Linked DNA regions of Mus musculus: regions 1, 2, 3, 5 and 6 are each linked to region 4. The links are chromatin contacts, called in public HiChIP or PLAC-seq and promoter capture Hi-C maps. All regions are on one chromosome and are shown on one strand. Each heading gives the region's core, a stretch centred on a gene start, on an enhancer-like site or on the middle of the called end of the contact. The rest is flanking DNA. Distances are from core to core; before and after follow the strand shown.

Evidence for each region. Promoter capture Hi-C pulls out the DNA fragments that hold promoters and counts their contacts. HiChIP or PLAC-seq counts read pairs in DNA pulled down with a chosen protein or histone mark. Capture Hi-C pulls out chosen DNA fragments and counts their contacts.
Region 1: a contact with region 4 is called in an H3K27ac HiChIP or PLAC-seq map of large pre-B cells, with 2.3 times the contacts expected there. The contact joins the promoter of Phf20 here to the promoter of Rbl1 in region 4. A contact is called at or near these places in 1 of 39 promoter capture datasets (the C10 cell line) and 1 of 115 datasets of contacts at active chromatin or transcription factors (large pre-B cells).
Region 2: a promoter capture Hi-C map of pre-B cells shows a contact between it and region 4, with 5 times the contacts expected there. The contact joins the promoter of Nfs1 here to the promoter of Rbl1 in region 4. A contact is called at or near these places in 2 of 39 promoter capture datasets (cranial neural crest and pre-B cells), 1 of 484 Hi-C or Micro-C datasets (pro-B cells), 3 of 115 datasets of contacts at active chromatin or transcription factors (embryonic forebrain, large pre-B cells and pro-B cells) and 1 of 9 other capture datasets (liver).
Region 3: a contact with region 4 is called in a promoter capture Hi-C map of pre-B cells, with 4 times the contacts expected there. The contact joins the promoter of Rbm39 here to the promoter of Rbl1 in region 4. A contact is called at or near these places in 3 of 39 promoter capture datasets (the C10 cell line, pre-B cells and second pharyngeal arch cranial neural crest), 4 of 484 Hi-C or Micro-C datasets (the MNK3 cell line, Th1 cells, centroblasts and 1 more) and 1 of 115 datasets of contacts at active chromatin or transcription factors (thymic regulatory T cells).
Region 5: a promoter capture Hi-C map of liver shows a contact between it and region 4, with 4 times the contacts expected there. The contact joins the promoter of Snhg17 here to the promoter of Rbl1 in region 4. A contact is called at or near these places in 1 of 39 promoter capture datasets (liver) and 2 of 115 datasets of contacts at active chromatin or transcription factors (embryonic forebrain and embryonic midbrain).
Region 6: a contact with region 4 is called in a promoter capture Hi-C map of adipose tissue, with 4 times the contacts expected there. The contact joins the promoter of Ggt7 here to the promoter of Rbl1 in region 4. A contact is called at or near these places in 1 of 39 promoter capture datasets (pre-B cells) and 3 of 9 other capture datasets (adipose tissue, liver and pancreatic islet).

Annotation. Positions count from the first base shown.
Region 1 is chr2:156,195,388-156,199,525 of GRCm38.p6, forward strand. It overlaps Phf20 (PHD finger protein 20), which reads left to right and starts at 1,260. Exons shown (of 18, transcript NM_172674.2): 1 at 1,260-1,410.
Region 2 is chr2:156,142,726-156,146,919 of GRCm38.p6, forward strand. Nfs1 (nitrogen fixation gene 1 (S. cerevisiae)) reads right to left here and starts at 1,461. Exons shown (of 13, transcript NM_010911.2): 1 at 1,295-1,461; 2 at 642-733. The coding sequence starts at 1,415. It overlaps Romo1 (reactive oxygen species modulator 1), which reads left to right and starts at 1,428. Exons shown (of 3, transcript NM_001164216.1): 1 at 1,428-1,555; 2 at 1,734-1,864; 3 at 2,877-3,069. The coding sequence starts at 1,734. The coding sequence ends at 2,985.
Region 3 is chr2:156,177,221-156,181,587 of GRCm38.p6, forward strand. It overlaps Rbm39 (RNA binding motif protein 39), which reads right to left and starts at 3,018. Exons shown (of 17, transcript NM_001291114.1): 1 at 2,667-3,018; 2 at 1,957-2,020; 3 at 116-165. The coding sequence starts at 2,007.
Region 4 is chr2:157,202,763-157,206,652 of GRCm38.p6, forward strand. It overlaps Rbl1 (RB transcriptional corepressor like 1), which reads right to left and starts at 1,772. Exons shown (of 22, transcript NM_011249.2): 1 at 1,538-1,772. The coding sequence starts at 1,693.
Region 5 is chr2:158,360,144-158,364,240 of GRCm38.p6, forward strand. It overlaps Snhg17 (small nucleolar RNA host gene 17), which reads right to left and starts at 1,379. Exons shown (of 6, transcript NR_027887.1): 1 at 1,262-1,379; 2 at 800-927; 3 at 321-456. RefSeq lists a cis regulatory region at 1,311-1,587.
Region 6 is chr2:155,512,843-155,517,191 of GRCm38.p6, forward strand. It overlaps Ggt7 (gamma-glutamyltransferase 7), which reads right to left and starts at 2,004. Exons shown (of 15, transcript NM_144786.2): 1 at 1,787-2,004. The coding sequence starts at 1,955.

The DNA.
Region 1 (4,138 bases), core at 10-2,509, 1.0 Mb before region 4:
AGAGGTAAGAGAGTGTTCTCTTTGAGAGAGGCTTTCTCTTCATAACCCTAGCTGTCCTAGAATTTTCTATGTATGGGATTAAAGGAGCCACCACACCTGGGCTCTACTAATAAAATTTTTATTTTATCTTATTTTTATTTTTTATTTTTGGTTTCTTTGTATACTCCTGGCTGTCCTGGAACTCACTCTGTAGACCAGGCTGGCCTCCCAAGTACTGGGATTAAAGGTGTACGCTGCCACCACCGCCCGGCTTTTTTTTTTGGGGGGGGGGGGCAAATGTTTTGCTTGGAGAGCTATGCTTTTGTGTGAAGAATGACTTTTTTTTTTTTTTGAGACAGGGTTTCTCTGTATAGCTCTGGCTGTGGTGGAACTCACTCTGTAGAACAGGCTGGCACTACACGAAAACAGTGAACAATGACTTTAATCTCAGTATGTCAGGGGCAGAAATGTGGATCACTGTGAGTTCAAGACAAACCTGTCTATACACTGATTTCCAGTCTAGCCAAGGCTACACATATTGAAACTGTTTCAGAAACAAACAAACAAACAAACAAAAACAGCATCAAGTGTGGTTAGATGAGCAAAGGCTTAGATTGACAAGTAGTGTAGGGACATGATGCGATTAGACATAATTTAAGAAGTGCAAGTTTGGTTGCTCCCAGTGTCAAATCAAAGCATGATCGCCTCAGTAAATAGCAATTTTACCACTTCTCGTTAGCACTTGCTAAGTCCCACTGGAGAAACCTCTTTTTTGTTGTGGCGGCATCTTGGACCTTGCTCCCTAGAGACAAAATTCGGCTTTTTCTTTTCAGTTCCCGTTGGAATCCTTTTCTAAGGATGAGAGAGAGCAAAGGCAGAGGTGAGAAGGTTCAGATGAGGACTTGATAGGGGCAGAGCACAGAGGGCGGACTGGTGACAATCGATCTTGAAGATTTAGCTCTTCTTCTGGAGAAGGAACAAGTCGTTCTGATAAGCTCTTGCGTGTGAAGAGCGGATTGGAAGAGGGAAAGTAGTGAGCTGTAAAGACTACGATCTCCGTGGAGCGTGGTGACAGACGGGGTAGAGGGAGGTGGGCGACTTTCCACCATTTAGAAGGAGAACTAAGAGGGTACATAGGCAGCACCCAGGCCAATGCTTCTGGTGACCTCAGCCGTCACGGGTGAGTGCGGACTCGGCGTTCCCGCTTCAGGGAGGTGGGCGTGGCTTGCTCGCGCTGTCGTCCTGGCGACCGGGAGGGGCGGGGCCCGGGGCGGGGCTGTAGGGAGGCTGCGTCACTCGGCGGTGGAGATGGTGCGTGTGTGTGGGGGGCGGGGGATACGCTGGGCGCGTCCCCGGGGTCACGTGGTGCGCAGCGCGCACAGTCCTTCTGTCGGTTGGTCTGGAGCGGCGCAGCAGGAGCGGGGCCGTGAGGTGAGCTCGTGGCGAGGCGCGGCGACGCGAAGCCAGCTGGTTGGGGCCGTGTTGGGGGCAGGCCCCGTGCCGCGCGCGCGCTGTGCGGGCGGGACCGGGGACGGACGCCCCGGCCACTGCGGGACCCTGGCTCACTCCTGTTCCCCGACTGGCCCCCGGATCACCCAGCCCCGGAGGGAGGCCCGGGGACCGCTGCTGAGAGCGTGGCGGGCGTGCGAGCGTCGCCCAATCACTGCGGCTACCCGCGGGAATGACGGCCGCTCAGGCCAATCAGCGGGGCCCGAGGGGGCTGGGCCGCGAGGTGCGGGCCCGGGGCGCGGAACGGGGCAGTGGGGGTGGGGATGGGTGCTGAGGCTGCACCCCCTGCTTAGTCCGCGAGATAGGGGGAGGCCTAAGCTGCTGCCTCTGCCGCGGGGACGGGTTTTCGTGAAGTGCCTTTCTTATCCTGATCTGGGAAGCACACCCTTTCCTCACGACCCTGTATATGGGAGTGTCCCCTTTCTCTGTAGTTTGGAAAATCTGGGCGTCCCTCCACTCTTAAAATCTCTAATCTTGGGATTTTTCTCTCGATTTCTAACCGTCCCTGAAAACGGATTGAAATCATACTCTCTTTTCTTTGCTCCCCCATACTGAGGGAACACTCCTATATTCAAACCTAATTAACAGTTTTCCCTTTTCAATTTGGGGTCCAGTCCGTTAGTAGGTTCCTCAGAAATCAGGTCACTAACCAAAGTTATCTAATACTTTATTATTATTATTATATCCCACAACTCCAGGGAGGACGACCTCTGTCCAGGCCTCAGCTCTGGTATGTTTTCAGAAGTTAGTGAATGTGGGGGTCAGTTCTTTTTTTCTTAGTCCTTTAGTGTGGAATGCGCACCCCTTTCAGGCTCTTCTCCAAATCCTGATGCTTCTGGCACATAGTTTGCAGTTTCATCTGTAAGGGGCTTCACTAACGTGTCCTTAAGTATGTCTTGGGGCTGCACTCTTTGATGAGTTCTCCAAGCTACCTTGTTTCTCCGGGGGGGGGGGGGAGGGGATTTGTTTTCCTATCTGAGAGTATCTTTGCTTTCAGTGTCCCTTTAAGGTTTGAGATGCGCCTCTTTTAGCAGGAAACAGACCACCTTTGGGGCGCAGCAAGTACTTCTGGCACACTTTTCTCCTGAATCCTTTCATTCCTAAATGTGGTGCACCCCCCACCCACCCATTTTTCCCACAGCTTCCTTTTTTTTTTTCCTAGTTGAAAGCCATATTTATTTGGCCTGTGCAAATTCCAGGAAGTTATCCCTCTGCTTCCAATTTGTGGGACTTAGAGATCGAACTCAGATGGTCATTCTTGGCTTTAAGTGCTGAGGCATCTAGCTAGACAGTCCGTGTCGTGTCCCCCCCCCCCCCCCCCGCCCCCCCAAGGGTTTCTCTGTGTAGCCCTGGCTGTCCTGGAACTCACTCTGTAGACCAGGCTGACTTGGAACTCAGAAATCCGCCTGCCTCTGCCTCCCAAGTGCTGGGATTAAAGGCATGCGCCACCACGCCAGGCTGTCTCTTTCTCTCTTTCTTTTTTCTTTTTCTTTCTCCCTCTTTGTTTGTTTTTCTTTGTAGCTTTTCTGCCATCAAGATAGTTTCAGTCTTAAGTTCCCTTCCCTCTTTGGAACCTCATTCCCTAATGTGCTCTCCCGGGCTCTTGGGCCTTCCTTCCTGTGTTGAGTGCATAGCTGCAAAACACTTCGTCTGTGGCCTCTTCTTTTTTATTCCTCAGGGCAGTTCTTATAGTTACCCCACCCTGAGCTGTTCTTCCCTGATAGGATGCCCTTTCATGCACATGGCTTTTATTTGTCGGTTGTGAGGTTGTCTCCCTGGGTAGCTCAGGTTATCCTGGAACTTCCTAGGTGGCTCAGGTTGGCTTTGAAACCCCCTGCCTCTGCCTTACAAGTGCCAGGGCACAGGCAAGAACTTCCATGTCTGGTTCACATGACTTTTTATAGGTAGTTTATTTTTTTGCAAACAGGAATTCTCTTTTGGTTCATGGCCTGTCCAGACATTTTTCTAGTTTCTGGTTCCTCGTGGACAGTGTTCTGGTTACCTAGTGATGACAGTTCTCCTCCTTGATCGTTCTCCTCGAGAATCCCCTAGTAATTTGTGGTTATCTTGGAGCTCCTACTCCTTTGCTGCTTTACTCTCTGTGAGTCTCTGGTGAAGCCCTCCTCCGTGGGTTTTTGTGGGTCTGGTCTCAGCAATCTCGGCAGGAGGATTTTTTTTTTTAAGATTTATTTATTTTTATTATATGTAAGTACACTGTAGCTGTCTTCAAACACTCCAGAAGAGGGAGTCAGATCTCATTACGGATGGTTGTGAGCCACCATGTGGTTGCTGGGATTTGAACTTCAGACCTTTGGAAGAGCAGTTGGGTACTCTTACCAACTGAACCATCTCACCAGCCCGAGGATTGTTACAGACTTGAGGACTGCCTGGACTACAGGATGAGTTCGAGACTAGCTAGGGATGCATCTCAAACAATCTGCTTAGTTGGTTCTAAGGCTCTTAGGTTCTGCTCCTCCCCACACATCCTCCTCCCTCTCCTTTTCCTTTTTCCTTTTTTACATTTTTATTTTTTGAGTTAGGATTTCTCTGTGTAGCCTGACACTCCGGCTTTCCTGGAACTAGCTCTGTAAATTAGGCTGACCTCAAACTCAACAGAGATTCGGCTTTCTCTGCCTTCTTAGTGCTGATA
Region 2 (4,194 bases), core at 211-2,710, 1.1 Mb before region 4:
CACTTTGTAGACCAGGCTGGCCTTGAACTCGGAAATCTGCCAGCCTCTGCCCCCGCCCCCCATGCTGGGATTAAAGGCATGTGCCACCAATGCCTGGCACATTTAACAAACAAACAAACAAACAAACAAAAGTTTGAGGGGGCTGGAGAGATGGCTCAGCAGTTAAAGAGCACTGACTGCTCTCCCAGAGGTCCCGAGTTCAATTCCCAGCAACCACATGGTGGCTCACAACCATCTGTAATGGAATCTGATGCCCTCTTCTGGAGTGTCTGAGCATAGCTACAGTGTCCTTGTGTATATATAAAATTAAAAACAAAACAAAATAACAACATAGGTTTGAAACTCCCTATGTGGCTTAGGCTGGTCTTAAGCTCACTCAAACTACCCATGCCACACTGTCCAGCTCCAACACCCGAGCAATTACTATTAGTTATAATGCCTGTACTGGAAGGATCTGACAGGGTCAGTAGCTAAAAAACAGTAAAGCCTTTTCTACTAAACTAACATCTTAGCCTCCTGATTCCTGGCAGCTCCTTTTCCTAGCACATTTAATAGTTCTCAAGTCGGATGAATTTTAGCCTGTCGGTGAAATTTGTCCTTCTAACCTTTCCTCCCTACAAAGAACCTCTGTTAGTCCTTACCAGAGGAGTGGTGGCCTGTACGTCCATGTAGAGAGGTCGCAGCACTGCCTCTGCCTCTGAGTGAACAGGCGAATGGGGGCCATGATCTACAACTAACAACAGATAGCAGTGGCAAAGTGAGAAACCGTGGACGAAGGGCACACAAAACAACAGATGGTCAAAGCTTCTTTGAGGTGAATTTAAGGAAGGCGGAGGTCCAGTGTCAAAGTAAACAAACAACAACACGCGCTGAAAGACATCGAGTTAAGTAATAGACACAGGGTTCTTGGAAAGGGCGCGGGCAGCAGCAGTCGGGGGCAATGTTTAAACTACATAGCACCGAGTGGGACGAGCTGTAAAAAGCAAAGCCATTTAGAAGAAAAGTGAAAAGCGCAGGTTCCTTCAAAGGTTCACGGCAGGAGGAAGCTCATCTAGCATCTTTAAGACTTGGTCAGGAGAGAACTGAAGGATGAGAATTCCGCTCAAGGGAAGTGCGGAGCAGTATGTAAGGGCCCTCCCGAAAACAAATAGGAGACCGGGCGACGGGAAGGTTTAAGAGACTGGGCGATGGAACAAGGCGGGTAGGATCCGCAATAATGCAGTGCTTAGCAGCACCGACCCAAGGGGGTTCGCTCCTCCAGAAACCGTGGGAACGAAAAGGAAAGGGAACGTACCGCGCAGGCGCAGTCCCCGGGTGGGCACCGAGGACCTTCCCAGGGCCAAGGAGGTAGCCGCCAACGACGCCCGCCTCCAAGCGGCTCGCAGCAGCATGTTCCCAGCCACAGAGCCCACCATCCGCGGCGCTTGCAAGTCCTCAGCCCATGCTCCCGGAAGTAACTGCGCTGTGCTCCGGAAGCGATCCCACGGACCGCGAGCGCCCTCCGCCTAGCATTCGGAGTGAGACGTCGAGCTGAGCGATCGCAGCGGAGAACGAGGTGAGGTGGGGCCCGACAGTGGCCTGCGTCGCGCGTGCGGGGTCCTCCATCGCGAGGGTGGTGGAGGCGTGCCGCGGGCTGGCTTCTGACCCGGGTGCTATGTGACCCTGCTGTGCGTCCCCTGGCCGACGCCACGGCTGGTGACCAGGCCCTCACTGTCCTAGCACTCTCGCCGCAGATGCCGGTGGCCGTGGGTCCCTACGGGCAGTCCCAGCCCAGCTGCTTCGACCGCGTGAAGATGGGCTTCGTCATGGGTTGCGCAGTGGGTATGGCGGCCGGGGCGCTGTTCGGCACCTTCTCCTGTCTCAGGTGAGCCTCGCGGACAGAACTTCCTGCCTTCCGAGGGCTCCAGAGCCCACTCAGACGAGGTTGAAAGCACAGGATTTACGGATCTGAGTTCTAAAGTCAAAATGGCTTTCTGACTCCTTTGTTAGTTCAGTGTTATTGAGTTTAGTGGAGTACTGGACACTTACCTCCACTTTTGTAAGAGCCAATCATATTAGTATGATTTACATTATCTGGCACGTCGTAATTACTTAGCGAAGGGTTATTATTGTTGCATGGCGTTTTAACTCCCAACTGCATGTAATGAAGCAAGCCTGATGAGAATTAGGTGTAGTGAAATATTCTACCTCTGAGATAAACTGCTATCACATTTGGATACTGTGCTTATAAATTACTATTTACCCAGCACTAGTTTAATTGTAGTGCTAAGTACTGTAGTTAACCACCGAGCATTAGCTGTGAGCACCTTAAATCCACCAGCACTCTGGACGGAGTGGCAGATTCCTGAGTTCGATACTAGCCTGGTATATAAATGTGAGTTCCAGACAGCCAGGGCTGTTACACAGAGAAACCGTCTCAAAATAAATAATAATAATAATAAATAATAAATTAAAAAGTGTAGTTACCGAGTCTGTAATGTCCATTTTACACTTTATGCAGTTTATAAATTGCAGCGCTTGACTCAATCTAGGTTAAACAAAACAAAACACTAAGGAATTATCTAGAAGAAAACTGGCTACTCAATGATAAAATACCATAGAGGCACAAACACGACTGCTTTCTTGCCCATGTACTTCATTATCTCTGCATCTACAAACTAATGCAGCATTCAGCACAGGTCCTAGAGACCCTAGATAGATATTTTCCTTGTCATTGCTAATCCTATGTGGGGAAGAGTAGCATTTTAAGAATGACAAATGAGATTGTCAAGCTGTTAGTGCTTAATATATTCAACAGATTTTAAAGGGGGGTACTTAGTTCAAATCTCTATTCCTGTAATTGTATTCCCAAATTGCTTTCTTGGTTTCCTCCTCAGGATCGGAATGCGGGGTCGGGAGCTAATGGGCGGCATTGGGAAAACCATGATGCAGAGTGGCGGCACGTTTGGCACTTTCATGGCCATTGGAATGGGCATACGATGCTAATTAGGGCTAGGATGCCCTGCAATACCTAAACTTCCCCATCCATTTCGACCCTTGTACAATAATAAAGTTGTTTTCTTCTCGTTATATCAGTCTATTTTTACCTAGTATTTATCCTAGACCCAAAGGTTTGGTAGTCCCAGTACCCATCTCAATGGTGACCCAAAATTGTTTCATTCTAACTATGATCTGTCTTCTGGAGACAAATAACCAAATCTCTACCCAGGCTTGTTGATACACACACTTTATCCAAACACTCTGAAGATGGAGACTCGTCGTTAAACCTGTCCAGCATACCAATTAAATAAACTTTAGTTGCTTACTAACAGGTATCCTGTTAACAGCACATTGTATGAGATTGTCTAGTTCAGAAAAACATCACCAGCCTCAGCATTGAACATTTTAATTATCTAGGTTGCTAACAAAATTCCTTACAGGAATTTTTGTTACCTTACCCCTGTGATGGCCAAGAATACAAACCTGATTAGCCTTGGTGAGTTTTTCTGGTTGATCTTCAGAATGTCATTAGGTAATAACAACTGACAATTCAAAACGCTTTACTGAACATCTTATTCAAGAAACAATTTTGTTATTTTTCTCTTGATACATCTAGGATGTAAGATATATTGGTTGGCAAGCTTTAGACACCCAAGTAGGTCATACTTTATTTTTTTTGAATTCATAATTAAGTTCCCTTGTTCCAATCCACAGCCTCCTACAGTTGCTATCTGCTAAAAGGCTAAATAATTCATTACAATGCATATTGTGCCAATTGATTGAAAGACGGGGCAGTACTTGGCTTCACTTCGTAGCACCTGTTGTACAAACTATAAGCTCACTTCCAGAGGACCTCCACAAGTACCAAGCATGTATGTGGTATACATATATCCAGGAACAATGTTTATAGACATTGTTCATAAAGAAAACATTGAAATTGTTTTTTAAACATAGGGATATTAGAAACAAGAAGGAGCTGAGTTTGAGGACATCCTCCTGGTTTGTGACCAGCTTTTAACAGTCAAGACTTTAGGAAACCTCGGTGTCAAAAGAAAAGAGAAGAATGAGGTAGTGAAGACTTCAGCATTTTAAGGAGTAACTGGGGACCAGGAAGTAGTTTGAGGTGCTATTTTTGTCGAGTTAGGAATGGTAGTGCTTATGTATTTTTTTGTGACTTTGTAAACTATAGAGCTAAAGACAATGATAAACACGTAG
Region 3 (4,367 bases), core at 1,768-4,267, 1.0 Mb before region 4:
CGAAGAGTGCTGACTTTTACTGTGATACCGAAAGAAAACCATAGTTTGATGCTTAACCACAAGAATAGATTTCCACAAGGTTAGTTCCCCCCCCAGGTTCCTTAGTCAAACTTACTTTTTGCTACGTTCTTCATGGCCGTTAGCACTGTTCAACTTGTTCTCATCCTAAGCAAGGTTGATAGAAGAACATCATGAGGACGAAGTGGTAACATTTCAAGTTGTCAAAGGGTAAAGGGAATAGGAATAAGAAAATACAAGACAATTTTAAAACTAATTACTTATTTACTTTAACATGGAAGGCTATAAAATTTAGATGGTATACGTTTAACCACTTTGTTGCTAATAATTAAGTCATCAAGAAACAAAAATTAAAATCTTTCCACATTTAATATGTTATATTTTACTTTCTTACATTGTTTAAGTATTAAATAAGTCATCCGGAATTACAATGTTGAAGTGGTTAAAGATTTCTATGAAACATGAAGTCATTTTGAGTTTTATTCCATGTGCTATTGTCCCTTTTGTCGGTACCATGGCTCTATTTCTGCCTAAGCCCCAAGTGGCCATGCTAGCAGCCAGCCACTATCGATTTCCTGTGACCGATGCCATTCCTGAGATCTTCGCCCATTTCCGTTGGAGGGTTGGGACTGTAAGAGCTTGATGCCACCTCTGTCACACATCTCGCCCTGAAGCAAACAGGGATTCACACTGCTTTAGTAATGTTGACTCCCAAGAACCCAAGAAAAGTTAATTAATAATCCACCAGTCCAGCCTAAACATTTCCTACTTCCATACCTGTTTACATGGAATTATATCCAAGTTAAACTAAGACAAGAAACATTAAAACAGAAAGTATGGCTTCAAGAGTCTAGCATTACAAAATTACACTATTTAAAGCTATCAGAATTCATCCAAAAGGCACCACATGGTCGTGCTACACTCCAAGACAAATGTATTATTTATAAACGGTTTAAGCGCAATGTTTTTATTCCACAGTTTGAACACATCACCAATAGTAGGATCTCTAAGTTACCAGGCTTAAGGTCTGAGACACCAGTGACAATGCATGCATGCACACTGCTATTTTCACCACCAACTGGTCAAAGAATGAAGAGTGCTGACTTTTACTGTGATACCGAAATGGGTCATATTGTATTACTGGCCAAAATACTTCCTTTCTAGTTTTGAGTGTGAAAAGCTATGGCAGGGCCTAATTAAAAATAAACACTATGGAGAGCAGTAAAACAGTCATCAAGTGACTCTAAGCTGTGATACTGTCTCTTGCTTTTTTTCTTTTCTCTCTTCTGTTCTTTTTCTTGGTTTTTTTTCCTCTTTTTTGCCAATTTCTATTCAGGGATCCAAGAATCTTAATAATTATTAACTGAAAAGCAGATCAATACCTGCCTGTATTCAGGTTTACTATCACCAGTCTTATATCTATTTATATAAAATAAAATTTAAATCTCACCCATTTCTTCTTTCAAGACTTCTAAGATTTACTTGCCAGAGACTGGTTGTAATTTATTATTCTTGGACCCCTGCAGTTTTCCCAAACCACTACATTCACCTTTTTGCTATACCAAACTGGAGCTGGTAATTCTTAGTTGAGTCATTTTACCTAGGGGACCACGGTACAGCGATAAGTCACTCAATTACTACCTTATGATTGACAGTTCACACTGGAATCAAAGGTGAATTCATGGGAGTAGAGGTGAGATATCGTTAGGCAAGTCTACAAAGAGAGATAGATGGGCATTTATTCATCACGCTGAAGTGAAACTACTGCACAATATTATTACATCAATAGCATATATTTACTTTTGTAAGTTACACGTATTGCATCTCTGATAAGGTAATCAAGAGGGCTCCGGGAAGGTTAGTTTACATTTCAGCAGTAGTTTCGTGAATAATGCTAAATTAAGAAATATATTAAAGCTCACTAGCGTGTTTTCTCACCTTCTTGTAAGGGGCCTCAAGCATGGCTTCAATATCAATATCGTCTGCCATTTTCTCTACTCGCCTGGGGAAGAACAAGACAGTCCTGTAAGTACACCTGCAATTCTGCTAAATAATAAAATAAGATAAAATGTCCCCTTGATCTCCCATCCTCAAAGCCTGAGAAAACTCCTTTGAAAGCGCTACGATGGCTAAAATTGTGCGACGCCCATCAGACAAGGCTGCCTTGGGTACGCCAAGTGTCACGTTCCTTGTACCTAAGACAGGAGCAGGACTCCAGGTCGAATTTCAAAAGCCCGCCCGCGAGCGGCTAAAAGCGCCCCCAGGAAGGATGCAGCGGAGCGCTTCCTCACCGCACAAAACCCGCGCTGCCATTTTAGCGGCGGAGGGAGACTCCCTCCGCTGGGAGGGGTTGTGTACCACGGCGGCGTTCCACGGGCGCCATGTTGGGAGGTCGCGACCAGCCCCGGCCCTCGGAAGGACAGATCTTTATCTGACCGAGGTCCCCACGGAGGTCCCGGCCGCTACCAAAAAACGCCCACGACGTCCTTGCCCGAGATGAAGGGCACGGCCGAGGAGAGGTGACCCCACCGTACCGGGAAGGCCCCCTCCCCCTCTGCGCGCCGAGCAAAGCGGCGAAAAGCCTCGGCATCGCGGAGCACCCAGCTCGGGCAGGCGACCCACTCCCCGCCGGCCGCGACGCCCCGTACCTGTGCGGGCTTCCGCGCGCCTGTGCTCGCCACGGGAAGTCGGCTGCCGCCGCCGCCGCCGCTGCTGCTGTCGCTACTGTTAAGCCACTAGGCCCAGGCCGCGGTACCGCCCAACCCGAATATCGGGCCCCGAGGGCGTCTAGGCCCAAGCGAATCTAAAAGAAACAATGGGATTAAAGGAGCCCGCGACGGAGAGCAGGGCAGCGGCTTCGGCAGCTCAGGATCCACCCCTGCGACAGCGTCGGCTAGCTCCCTGAAATGGCGGCCGCTGCTCCTCCGTACTCACAGTCACCAACACATACACACACACAAACACCCGGGGTCTCCCGGAGCCGCAAGCACGGGCTCTCGCGAGAAACTGCCCCGGGTTCCAGACTGGAAAGCACGAACTATCGCGAGATCTCTCACCGCGGCTCCCGGCGACCGTGGCCCAATCTCGCGCAATGATTGCGCCACAGATGATCACAGTTTCCCTTCCCCCAATTCCGAAAGGCTTCTCGGACTCCCCCGCCAGAGCTGCACCCAAGTCTCGCGAGGGTGCGTCCTCTATCGGGCAAAGACAGTTGGTGCCCTGACTGTCAATCTTTGGGAGGATTCCTTGCTGAGTGGTGCATCGTTGCTGTCATCCTGGCTGGTGTCATCTCCTCGCTGGGTGTGAAGGTTTCCCCTCTCAGAGCCGACCCCCACCCCGGACACCCGCCCTCCCACACAGATGGCTGTCAAGGTCGCCATAAGGCAACCTATTATAATACATATGGCTGTGGGCTAAGACAGTCGTGTCCAGACCCACCAGTGGTGAAAACGCATGCAGACAAGAACGAGCTGTACACAGGGGAATGGGAATAAAAAGTACGATTTTCTTGTCGTTTGGTGTCACCAGTTAGATGTGGGCTCGATAGTGAAGCTTCGCAACACCCTTGGAAACCGGAGGCGGTGGCCGGGCTGGGAAGAAACCGCAGTGTGTAGCTTTCTAACCCCTGAATTTAGTCGGGCTCTGAATCGGGGTGGTTTGTGACTTTAAAAGGTCCCCTCACTTTTCCCTAGGATTTTGACTGTGTGAATTTACCGCTTTTGTTTAATTTTTGTTGGATTTTATTTGGTTTGCTTTTTGTGTATTTGGGAGTGGTTAATTCTGTGGTAGAGAAGCTGAGTGATCATTGGAAGGTTTTTTTTTTCTCCCACTTTTACATAATAGAAAACGTTTTGAAATAAAATATCAAACCAGTCTGGAAACCTATCAGCAGCTTAATAATTGAGGGTATAAAAGGTCCAAAATGTCACACCTTGCTTGGTGTAGCCACTCCAACAATGTGACCTTGAGCAAGTAAATTAAGCTCTCCATATATTCCGATTCCTCCTCAAGGGGGGAATATTATAATTAGTAGCAAGGATAAGCTTGACACTAGCCAAGACTGCAAATATTCACTAATTCCCAAGTTTAGCAGGGGATGTATGTCCAGGTGGACTCTCCCTGAAAGCTCGTGAGGAGTAGGAAGAGCATGTGGAATGATGACAGGAAACTTCTTGGGGCTGGCAATGTAATACAGTTGGCAGGTGACTTTTCTAGCATGCCTGGTAGAGCTTGTCTATAGTTATGCACTCAGAAAACAGAAGCAGGGGGATTTCTGTGAATTTGAGGTCAGCCTTATGAGTTCCAAAAAATTTAGCTGATCTGGCTTTCTCTCTCAGATGTGGCACACT
Region 4 (3,890 bases), core at 522-3,021:
ATTTCCTACTCCCTGACCAGCAATTATTTCGCTGGCAGTCTGAGTCAGAGGAATCCTATATGTGAATCCTGCCCATGTGTATAATGAAAGCTTTTGTACATCTCAGTTAGATGCTGAAATAGTCTGTCTCCATACCCCCTGGGGGATGGCTCCTGTACTCCAGAAGATAGCAAAATCCAAGGATGTTTAAGTCCCTGATTTAAAATGGCAATGCATTTGCACATAACCTATGATCATCTCTAGATTACTTGATGTAAATGCTATATAAATAACATTACATTGTTTGTGGAATGACAAGTCTGTTCATGCTCAGGACAAATGTAATTTTCCCCAAAGACTCTTGATCTGCTGAATGCATGGACATGAATTCCACACACATGCCAATACAAGTCTACTTCTACACTAAGCTTATGACCAATCTGGGTTTCTATATTAGAGTGACTCTAATTCTCTAAAAAAAAAAAAAAGGATGTTGAGCTGTAACACCACCAAGAAAACAGGTATAGTAGTCACTGTCCTGCTGTAAAGACAAATTTTATATATGTGTGTGTGTGTGTGTGTGTGTGTGTGTGTGTGTAGTCTCAGGTACTTTTCTCTCATAGGAGTATAGACATGTGTACAACAGTTGCTCCCTATTTCCTACTCCCTGACCAGCAATTATTTCGCTGGCAGTCTGAGTCAGAGGAATCCTATATGTGAATCCTGCCCATGTGTATAATGAAAGCTTTTGTACATCTCAGTTAGATGCTGAAATAGTCTGTCTCGATACCCCCTGGGTATATATATATATATGTATACACACACACACACACACATATATATCATTAACATATGTGTGTGTGTTACTGGGAATACCTAATAATGATAACAAGCACCATTTATTTTATTCAGAGCCAGATACCACATCAATCGTTAGAGCAACGGCCTGGCAGAGAGGAACGTGGGGCTGAGAAGAGCTTTGTGTGTGCTGACTTTGATCTATCTAACTACAGTGCATGGTATAAACGAACTAACTGCTACACTCGATTAGGTGGAAGAATGGAGGAGTTAAAGGGCTCAAACTGCTGTACCAGGTTGCATGGCAAACTGCGTCACCTTGGGCGCTAAATTAACTTCTTACCGACCCCACTTTCTCCCTCTGTGGAATGGGGATCCAGTGGTGTTTCAAACGAGTTGGGGAAGACATAATCAAAGGGCTGAGCAGCGATGAGTAATTCATTTTACCGCGGGATCAGGTCTGATCGATTTAACGGCAGCACCGCGCCGTTTGGGGCACTGGGCGGCGCGCAGAAATCAAGTTTGAAAGTTGGGAGCCTAGGGAACCCCCGCAGAACCGGCGGCTCACTTTCCGATCTTCGGTTTCCCGCCTCAATCCAAATGGGTGGGTTGGCCGAGCTACACCCACCCTTCCCTCCCCGCACTCCTCGGAGACCCTCGTAGGTGGGGAACTCCCACCGCCCGATAGGCTTGGGGCGGGGGCGGGCCGGGGGTGGGGCCTGGCGAGGGTCGGGGCCGCCGCCCACCTGCCGCCGCTCACCTCTAGGCTGTAGTTGCCGCGGATGGCCGTGAAGTCATCCAGGGCTTCGGCCGCGCTTCCCTCGTCCAGGTTCAGTTCCTGGCACAGGGCCTGCAGCGCCTCCCTGGCCGCGGCGACCGCCGCCGCCCCCTCGGCGTGGGGCTCGTCCTCGAACATATCCCCCTCCGGCCCGACGGGCGGCGCGACCGGCTTCGGGGTTTTCTTTTCCCTCCCGGCGAGCTACCCACAACCCCCCGCGACAAAGCGCGCGAAAATCGCCTTCTTGAGCTCGCCTTCCCTTCATCGTCTGCCTCCGCTTTTCTTCTCAAAAAGTCCCTTTCTCCTCTGGAGCCCGCAGCAGCCCGTCTCCCGGAATGGGATAAGAAGATGGACCTCGGACTCTAACGGAGATCTAGCTCGGGCCCTGGGTGGGCAGCTGCGGGGCTCCGGGCCGCGGGGACGGACGTGAGAGAGCGGGGCGGAAGGATCCGAGCCGGTGCTGAGGCTGCCGGGACTGTAGCTCGCGCCCCGCGCTCTCCACCGCGGGTTCCCTGGTGTGGGTGACTTGGGACTGCGAGTCCGTTCACGCTAGTGGGAAGCCTTCTCCATGACACTGTCCTGTGGACCCTAGGTTTGTCAGCTCCCCGGCGCGCCTCCAGCCCGCTCTCACTGAGCTTTGACCCTCGATGGAGGTGGAGGCGGGAGCTGCCGAAAGTGGCTTCTTCACGTAGAAGCGCCACGTCAGAGACTCCCAAATCTCGCCAGAAAGGGATGCAGGGACAAGGGTTTGGGGTGACGGGTCTCAGCCTCACTCCCAGGATTCTGGAAACTGTCCCAGTAAATAGTCGTTTCAGGAATAGAGATGGTCCTCGCGCTTACCTGAAAGGTGTTTTTAAAACCTAAACTAGAACCTGATCGTTTTCACTCAGAATCCTGCACGAGATCATTTTTTGTCTTTAAAATACAGAAAAATAATAGCATTCAGATGCACCAGGTAACTCGTAACCTTGGGAATATCAAGCTAGTTCTCAGTCGCAGGAGGCTTTTCTCCGTGTGTGAAAATGCTATTGTGCATATCTTTGCATACCTTGCTCTTCATCATTTAAGTCTAATTTTAACCTTCTCAGGCCATTACTGAGCAGTACATCTATAAGCTGACACCTAACTTCTATTTCATCGTCTCCATTGTACCTTATCTGAAATTGTCATACTTATTGATCAGCTCTTCCAAGAGAGTTGGATGGTAGGATAGAATCGTTTGCCTTCACTGTATTCCCTGATTTGGATTATTTCTCTTCTACACTAAGGACTTGGGGCAGTGTGTTTGAAAATTACAGAGTAGTCCTTGTTTGGATGAAGGAGTCACTAGAGAAGAAAACAGGGACGTCAAGGCAAGTTATGAAGGAGTTCCTATGCCCCACTAAAGCCTCATGGTATACTCAAAGCAGAGATTTTAACATGTTAATGATGATTAATTTGTTTTGGACAAAATCCACTGCTGCGGGTATGGCCTCGTGGAGACTACCAAGTTTGGAGGTAGTAGAGTGTTGTCTTACATGACGTATCGGAAGGAATCGTTGAATTAAAATACAAAGGTGTACTGCTCAAGGAAGAGTCCTGATATAGGGAGATGGAAAGCTCTCTAAATCCCTAATAGGCAAATGACAACAGACCAAAGAAATAGCTCCAGCCTCATCTAGCTTTAGTGAGACGGTGAATTAGTTTACTGGGGTTACATAGAGGAGTAGCAGGGGTGACTCAAAGGCATTGCATCATCAAAAAGCGCATTCTGTCCGGGGTGACAATTGCAAAAGCTGCATCCTTGGAGCTCCCTGCGTGCACTAGCTGAAAAATCTCCCTACGGAGTTTGGAGGATCTTTTGTAGAAATCTATTTATTTATTTTTTGTCTTTATTTACAGAGCCTACTGTGGTAGAAATCCAAGTGTGTCTGAAGAATCTTTTTCTTACAGCCTTAGCTCAATGATAAGCCAGACCTGCTCACTCATGAAACAGAATGGAGAGGCCTGGAAGGTGAAGAGAAAGCAGACAGGACCAAATGTACTAGGTATTTCTGAGCGACTGAGTTAGGAGTGGTGAGAGGTTCCAGTGACATTGGAAATGATGGGAGCTGAAGAGATGGCTTAGCAGATAATAAACAAGCGCTTGCTGCTCTTCAAGGTGATGTGGGTTCAGTTCCCACCACTGACAGGGCAGCTGGCAGCCATTCATAACATCAGTTCCAGAAGATCAGATACCTTCTTCAAGTCTCAGCAGTTACCAGCCACAAACATAGAGTACACACATACATGCTGCAAAACACTGATATACATAAGCTAAAATACATAACCAGATAAGCTTTTAAAAACAAAAACA
Region 5 (4,097 bases), core at 129-2,628, 1.2 Mb after region 4:
CTGTCTTAGATCAATGCAACCTGCCCAGCTGGCAGAACTGAGGTGACAGGACTCTTATGTCACAGAGGTAGTCCCATTTTTCAGATGAGGAAATCAAGAACCAGACAAGGCCCGGAAGCCAGCAGAGAGCAGTGGCTGAAATCTGGATGGTGCATATGACCCCCAAAATCTTCTGGCTCCTTTCCATTCTGCTCTCCACCCACCAGAGTAAAGCAGAAGGGTACAGAAGCGACAGTGGGAACACAGGACACACAAGACACAGATCCCAAGTGGGTACAGCAACAAGCAGGCACACCTCAAAGAACCCAGCCTCACCTCACCTTCACCCACTTCCAACTATAAATGAAGAAACTGAATCCCCCATCCCAGGGCACAATCCTCACTCAGGAGCACCAGTTTGTCGATGTAGCAAGACGGAGACAACTCTTTGGCCACTGTAGATCCCAGCTGTTATTTCTGCAAATACAATAAGCCCAGGTGAGCCACATGAACAGCACCCAGTTACCTGGGAAAGCACCCAGAATCCCAAACACAAAAGCTGCCAGGTAGCAAACCACGGAGCATAGACACCCCCCCCTTTCCTCTGTAATCCCCACTATGCAACATGGAACAGAACTGTCCCCAGAATCTTGCCCTTGGTTATTTCGAGCCCTCACCGAGCTTCTCTCTGCACAGTGGCTTTGTCGACCTCCTCAAAAGTAGTAATCAGAACTCCACACCACCCCTCTGCTGGTACCCATGGGAAGGCCAATTACAGGCACCCGGGCTTCAAGTTGCTCCCGAATAGCAGAGCACTTACCCAGGCATCCTCTCCCTGGACAGTGGGTGTCCATCTCGGAGTTGAAGGGAGTAGGGGGTTCCAGAAGCTGTAATCTGTCGACCCAAGGAGCTTCCATCTGTCTCCAGGAGGGCTGCGCAGTCTACAGCCTGGCAGGACAACGGAAGCGGCTGCGGCGCAAGGCAGGGCGGGGCAGGGGGACCCAGATGCTGCACCCGGGGTCCTGGGGGAGTCTCAACTTAAATCCTGGTCAATGGATTCGCCTTGGTAGGATGCTAAAAACATGGGACACAGGTCGTAAACACCGACCCACTTTTTGTAGGCGACAGACATGGCTTTGAGGCTTCAGATACTCAGACGGTGAAAAGCACGCGGCTTGAGGCCCTCCCTCCTCTAGACCCAGCAGACCAGCCGCCCACCGACGGCCCGCAGCCCGGTTTCCTTGATGGAGGAAACGGCGCTGCCCATGCACCTTGCACTCACCTTGGTGCCCTGTATTGGGGAGACGAGCCCGGGAACATGCGGGATGTCTGTAGATTTGGGCGGATGGCAATGGCCAGAGAGGAAACACATCCACGCGACAGGAAACTGTGGTCTTCACGATGGGCGCTGGCGGAAGAACAAATGACAAAGCACGCTGCAGCCTAGAGCAGCATCTCCGAGCGGCGGGCCCTCCAGCGCCCCCACGAGGAGAGGAGACTAACAACTGTTTGAACATATTAAGTTAATTTTTTTTTTTTTTTAAACAATGATACGTTTTAGGAGGAAACTGTCTCTCGTTTGCCGTATTTTTTCTGTTTGTTCTGAAGCAGACCTCTCTTACAAACTACTGATTCCACAGCACATGGCTCAGTGGTGTCACAAAGGAACAAATGATGACTTTAAACACCACCACACGAGGTCAGTAGTGGCTTGAGACTGGCATGTGGAAGGGATGAGAGCAAAGAATGAATGCTTTGCTAAAAGTCTACCTAAAAATCATAAGGCCGATGGGACGATTCCCTTAACCAGAAAAGTCCTGATCCAAGTAACAGATGAGAGACAGATGTTTGAGAAGGAGCTCACGTGTTTCCAAGTCTTCATACTCCCAAACTCTGCTTGGATCCTAGGCCAAATGTGGCTCTTGGCCCTATGTACAGCAGCTCTGCCCTTGGGGCTGAAGAAGGAACTCCACTGAAAGAGTCCAAATGACCTCTGAGCCAGCCATCTCTTCCGCCTCTAAGGGTGACTTAAAGACAAAAGATAGTCTGGGCTGGAGAGATGGCTCAGTGACTTAAAGCAATTGCAGAGGACCTGAGTTCAATTCCCAGTACTCATACAGAGAGCCTAATGTTTGTCTGTAACTCCAGTTCTAGGGGATATGACGCCCTCTTCTGTACATTGTAAACACTGCCTGTAAAAGTGGTACACATAGTATTTCAGGCAAAACACTCGCAGGCATAGCATTAAAAGAAAGAAAGAAAGAAAGAAAGAAAGAAAGAAAGAAAGAAAGGAAGGAAGGAAGGAAGGAAGGAAGGAAGGAAGGAAGGAAGGAAGGAAGGAAGCCAGGCGTGGTGGCGCACACCTTTAATCCCAGCACTTAGAAGGCAGAGGAAGGCAGATTTCTGAGTTTGAGGCCAGCCTGGTCTACAAAGTGAGTTTCAGGACAGCCAGAGCTATACAGAGAAACCCTGTCTCAAAAAACCATTAAAAAATATATATATATATTATTAAAATATATATTAAATATATATTATATATTAAATATGTATTATATATTAAATATATTAAATAAGTATATTTAATATATATATATATAATATATATTAAATATATATATAAATATATATTAAATATATATTAAATATATATATATATATTTTTTAGGGCTGGTGAGATGGCTCAGCGGTTAAGAGCACTGACCACTCATCCAGAGGTCTTGAGTTCAATTCCCAGCAACCACATGGTGGCTTACAACCTTCTACAGTGAGATCTGATGCCCTCTTCTGGTGTGTCTGAAGACAACTACAGTGTACTCCTATCCATTAAATAAATAAATCTTTTTTTAAGAAATTAAGGCAAAAGGTAGATGTATTTTTATGAATTTAATACTGTAACAAGATATTGTGTCAGCATTGTCATGGTTAATATTGCCAACTTGACAGGATTCAGAATCACCTAGAAGACAATAGGCTAGGCACATCTGTTAGGGACACCAAGATTAAGTTAGCTGCTGGGCTTGTTTGTAAAGGAATGATCTAGATTATACCAAACAAGATGAGAAAGCCCACCTTAACTGGGTGTGGACAGCACCATTCTCTGGTCTGGGGTCTTGAGCTGAACAGTGGAGAATTAGCTGAGCAGTAGCAATTGTTACTCTTTGTGTCCCAGCTTTGAATGCAGCATGACCAGCCATCTCAACCAGAACCCCTCTCCCATGATAGACTGTACCCTCCAACTGGGAGCCAGAATAGCTTCCTTCCCGATCAGCTCGCTTTTGTCAGCGTATCTTACAGAGCAATGAGAAGGCAACTGATGTCATCATATTGGAGTTTTCTTTCTTTCTGGATACTGGAGGTTAAACCAGCACTAAATGTTTCACCCCCGCTAGGTGATTGCTTTGTCACTAAGCCCAAACACCAGCCCTCTTTTAAAATTTAATTTTGAGGGGCTGGAGAGATAGGTCAGCAGTTAAGAGTACTGACTCCTCTTCCAGAAAACTCAGGTTCAATTTGCAGCATCCACGTGGCAACTCACAACTATCTGTAGCTCCAGTTCCCAGAGATTGCCCACCCTCATGCAGACATACATGCAGGCAAAACACCAATGCAAAATATATATATATATATATATTTTAACTTTGAGATGGATCTCACTAAATTAAGCAGGCTGACCTGGAAGATGCCATGTGGGGGGAAGTGAACTTTCTGGAAGTGATCCACCATTTTGCACAGCTGTGACAGATGTACTACAGAGAGTCACAACCCCTGGGGTTTTGTTTCTGGGTTGTTTCTTGCTACTCCTGTTTGTCATTGCTGTATTCCTCCTGTATCTGGCATGGTGTGAATGGGCGTGAAGAGACCCCCATTGCTTATAGTCTGGTGTGATGGTTTCATGGGAAACAGCCCACTCTACTGGTCAGTCTTTCTGCAGATCAATGTAAAGATGAACTTTCATAGGATAATGCTATTTAGATGAATTAATGATTTTCCAGAATACTTGGCTTGATTTAAACAGTTTTAGGAGGTGAAGGTAGTTGATAGGAAGGTTCAGGAGATGGATTAGGTTGTTTTGCTAGGAAGGTTAATAAAAAAGATAGAAGAGTAGAACGTGCCCCTCT
Region 6 (4,349 bases), core at 754-3,253, 1.7 Mb before region 4:
TGGGTAACCAGTCTCTATGCTGAATTTCTAGGCAAGTGTTCTACCGAGTTATACCTCCATCCCCTCTCTGTTGAATTTCCACCCACACCAGTATGATGCCTACACGGAACTCCCCCAAGGCATTCCTGAGGTTTGGGAATTCCATCCCCTATCAGCACTTCATCTTGCCAGCTTCTCCCTTTCATCTATTCATTCAATAATCATTTACTGAGTGCCCAACACTGTGCTGAATTCTGGAGAAAGAATAGTGGATGAAAAAGCCACACTCCCTGCTTTTCGAGGCCTCATAGACAACAGTAAGCCCAAATAAATAACCACAGGCTTTTTAATAAAGCAGTGACCTTTAACGGGGGCCAGAAGAAGACAGATCAAAGGTCCTGCTTTGTTATCTGGATATGCTTTATAGAGGTGGAGGAGAAAAGGAAAGCCCAGTACAGGGTAGGCACACCCACTAAACTGTAGTAAGTCACGGCTGTACTGCTCTTAATCTCTGAATAGAAAACCCAAATTGACCAGGTGGCTGGTGTCAATAGATGACCAGAAGGTTCCACCAGGACATCCTTTCCCACATCCACTCTTGTACCGCCAAGGCTACCCTGCGCCCCCCCCCCAAGAAAATTAGTTTTGACAGGCAGCTCTGACATTTGAGGTCCCAAAGTCTACACAGCCCATTCTTAATCCCATCACAGGTAAAGTGAGATCCAGTCAGGCTGGTGGGTTCTGGTGGTCAGGAAGCAGAGGAGAGGATTTCAGTCGCCAGGCTGGGAGTGACAATGGAAGAGCCAGGCTAGAAAGGGCCGGAGCAGCATCCTCCGGTATAGACAGGGATATAGCTCAAGTGCAGGCACCACCAGGAGGAAGTCAGGGAGCAGAAGAATGCTCTGGTGCCAGGAAGTGACGTTGAAGGAAAGAGGGCAGAGGGATGCTGGATAAAGAATGGTGGGGAGCACAGAGCTGGACCACATGGGCAGGAGAGATAGCAATAGGGGAGGAATACCAACGGATCTCTTGGTCCCCAGCTCCCTCTCTCAAGCCCAGCTTCCTTCCCAAACTCCATCTCCTTCAGTTTCAGCAGAGGGTGGAGAACACAGATCTTGTTGCTGACCAGAAGCTCCTACCGACCTGACTAACATCCGGGCCAGATCCCCATCTCTGGAAGGGGTAGGGTAATCCACAGAACAGCAAAGGCACTGTAGTCCCCAAGGACTTTGAGAGGTCATGCCGTCCATCCCCTTGTCTCCCAATACCCAGAATCCCCAGACAGAGAGGAATCACATTTTCTTTACCCCTCTCTGGACATGAAGAGATAGATTCTCAGCTCTTCTCGGGACACTCTGCTTCCCATAATCCCTGGCTATGGTGAAGTTCTCCTGAAGATCTAGACTCCATCCCGCCTGCTGCAGTCTCCTACTTGGCTTTTCTATCCTGTCCTCTGTGGCTAGAGAAAAGCTTTTACTAGGTGACCACAGCTGTTCTTTAGGCTCTCCCCTCCAGCATCCCTTTTTTCTCAATAGGTTCTTCCTAAAAGGTAATCATAATCTCTCCTGCTGCAGTCCTTGCATCCCCTCCCGTGTCGCATCCTACGCCTCCAAGGCAAAAATACCCCCTTTCCCACCAGACAGTTAACAGGGCTGAGGAAGAAGGGGAGAGGTCCAGGATGCAGAGGATGAATGAAGGAGATGGGAGATTGGAAATGGATGCTCAGAACAGGAGGAGGAGGACCAGGACACCAGCCCCCACCCTCAACCCCCCAAGGCGGGGCAGGGATGGGGCCAGAGGGCCTCACCAGTATCCGGGTCTCCCAAGAAGGCGTCCTCGTCCTTACGGCCCCTCAGTGGGGCCGCAGGCGCTGGCTCGTCCTCCGGCAGCCTCGGGAAGCTGGTGATGCTCATATAGTCCACTGGTGAGTAGGCGCCTAGGGCGCTCTCCTGGCTAGCCTCGTTCTCAGCCGCCATCCTCGCCCTAACCCCCAGCAGCGCAGCGCCTGCCGGAAGTGGCAGTGAAGAGGGGGGTGCGAGGGCGGAGGGCGGGGTCTGAGCTCCTGGACAGCCGGGAGGGGGCGCCCCCACCGTCAGCAGTGTCCTAGTATGACTCGCCCCCGCCTGCTTAAAGTCTACTGATTGCAGCCTGCAGGCAGGTGCAGGAGGATGGGAGCCCAGAGGACAGTGGAAGGTTGCCAGGATGAAGACGCTACTCTGGGATCCTCAAACAATCCCTGGCCCTTCCTCCTTCCAGTCTGAATCCAGCCCAGATTCCATATGCTTCTAGAACCACAGACTGACTTTTGAGCGCAAATTTCTCTTTGATTTCAGATCCTCTTCGGACCACTCACTTCCTGGACTCCAAATTTCTCTGTGGTCGCCAAGATTCCCCTCTTCTGATCTCAAACTACTTTTCCGACCCCACTAAGACTACTTACTCTTCATACCCGCAGTGTTCTTTTTGACTTACGACTCTGACTTCATTTCATCCCAAGATTCCTTTTCAATCTCCAACCCCTACTTCATCCTGACTGCTTTTTCACCTGCAGGCCCCTCTTGAACCTCTCTTTTGATCTCACACTCCTTCCTGTGCCCTCCCTCCCCCAGATTGCTCACATTTCTCTTTTAAACCCCAACTCCTTCTGGAACTGCCCTGATGTATCAGCATAGGAGATTGGCCCTTCCTGAAAGCCCACCCCCAACTTTAAAATCTTTAGAAGCAAATCCTCAGATTCCACTCCAGGAAAAGCGATTCAGTAGGCCAGAGCATGGCCTTTGGAACCTTAATATTCTTTGGCATTTTAAAGAATGCTTGATGTGGTTCTGAAGTTAAAGTAAAAGAAGTAATAATGGTGTGGTAGAGCAGGGCGGTGGGATGGGAAGGATAGACGGCTAAGAACTTAGGAAGTAACTCCTTGGTAGAGTGCTTGTCTGTGTGAGGGTTTGACACACAGCATCAAAAGAAGAAAAAAGGAGAGGAGGAGGAGGAAGAGGAGGAGGAGGAGGAGGAGGAGGAGGAGGAGGAGGAGGAGGAGGAGGAGGAGGAGGAGGAGGAGGAGGAAAGAAACAAAGAAAGAAGAGGGGAAGGTAAGAAGGAGAATGTGTTTCTGTACTTGCCAAGCCCATCTCTGGAACCACTCTCCTAGCTCCAAGAATGATAGTTATAAGTCCAAACTTCTACTATTCAGTCCACAAGTAGGGAGATGGGATTGGTGAAGCTGTGGACACACAATATTCCTTTCTTTCCTGGTCCCTGGCTCCAGGCTCAGTGTGACTTGAACTGTTTTAGCATTTACCATGGATCATGGAGCTGCAGTGCTACTTATAGACAGCAGGGGGCAGCAGTAGATAGGGAACAGTTGCAGGAGAAAGGTTTAGGAAGAATGGAGGGTCAGAGCTGGGCAGTGGAATTGGGAATAAGGGATGGTGGTCTTCAGATCAATAGGCAAACTTATTTATGCCTTCTTCCCCATACAGAGGTTCTTATTGTTGGAGTCTATAGCGATCATTGTTTCTGTGACTCCTTCTATTCCAATGAGAGTTTTGTCGCCAATGAGATCTGTGTGGCCTGAGTGCTGTCCACTCCGTCAGTGTATGTAGAAGGCCCTCAGTGAGGACTGAACCCTCTCATCGGGGTTCAGATATCTTTAGTGAAGTCTTTATCTCCTAGAGGAAAGCCTGTTTCTTAGCCTGGTAATGCCATCTGCATCCTATAAGCAGGGCTTTTCCGAGGGGTCTGAGACCTCCAGAAAAAGCTCTGCCTTCTTAATATAGTTTGTGCAATTTCAATGAAGTGTGTATTTGTTCAGAGGGGTTGATGTCTCCTTGAGAAAGTATCTGTTCCCTCGCTGAGACCCTTGTCTATTCTACAAGGTCTGTATGTGCTTAGTGAGCCTTAAAACCTCCCCTCAGGATTGGGTTGGCTCTGGATCATATGTCTGAGCATGTGTTTTTCAGTTTAGGGTGGGCTAAGCATATGGTCAGTTGGACAAAGATCAGTGTAGCAGGTGAGTTGATGGGTCACAAGCCCTAAGTAGACATTAAATGGCAGGAGCTGGCTGCTTCAGACCTCAGATTCACTCTTGTAGCTAAATAATTAAAGATCCTTGTTTTGACAGTCTGAATTGTAAGATGAGGTAGTCCTTGGTGATAACTGTAGGAAGGAAGTGGAGGGTGTCCTGCTCGGCTTCCTTTTGGGTGAAGAGGATAGAGGGACGCCAGAGGGAAGTAAACTCAATTTGTGGCAGATAGGTGTGTACTTAGGTGAATTAAAGAATGTAATTTTTCCTCTTTATACTTGTATTATTTTATATTGCATAGACCTTGTATTTTAAGATCTGGCTTTCTGTTTATGTTAGTAAAAACAAA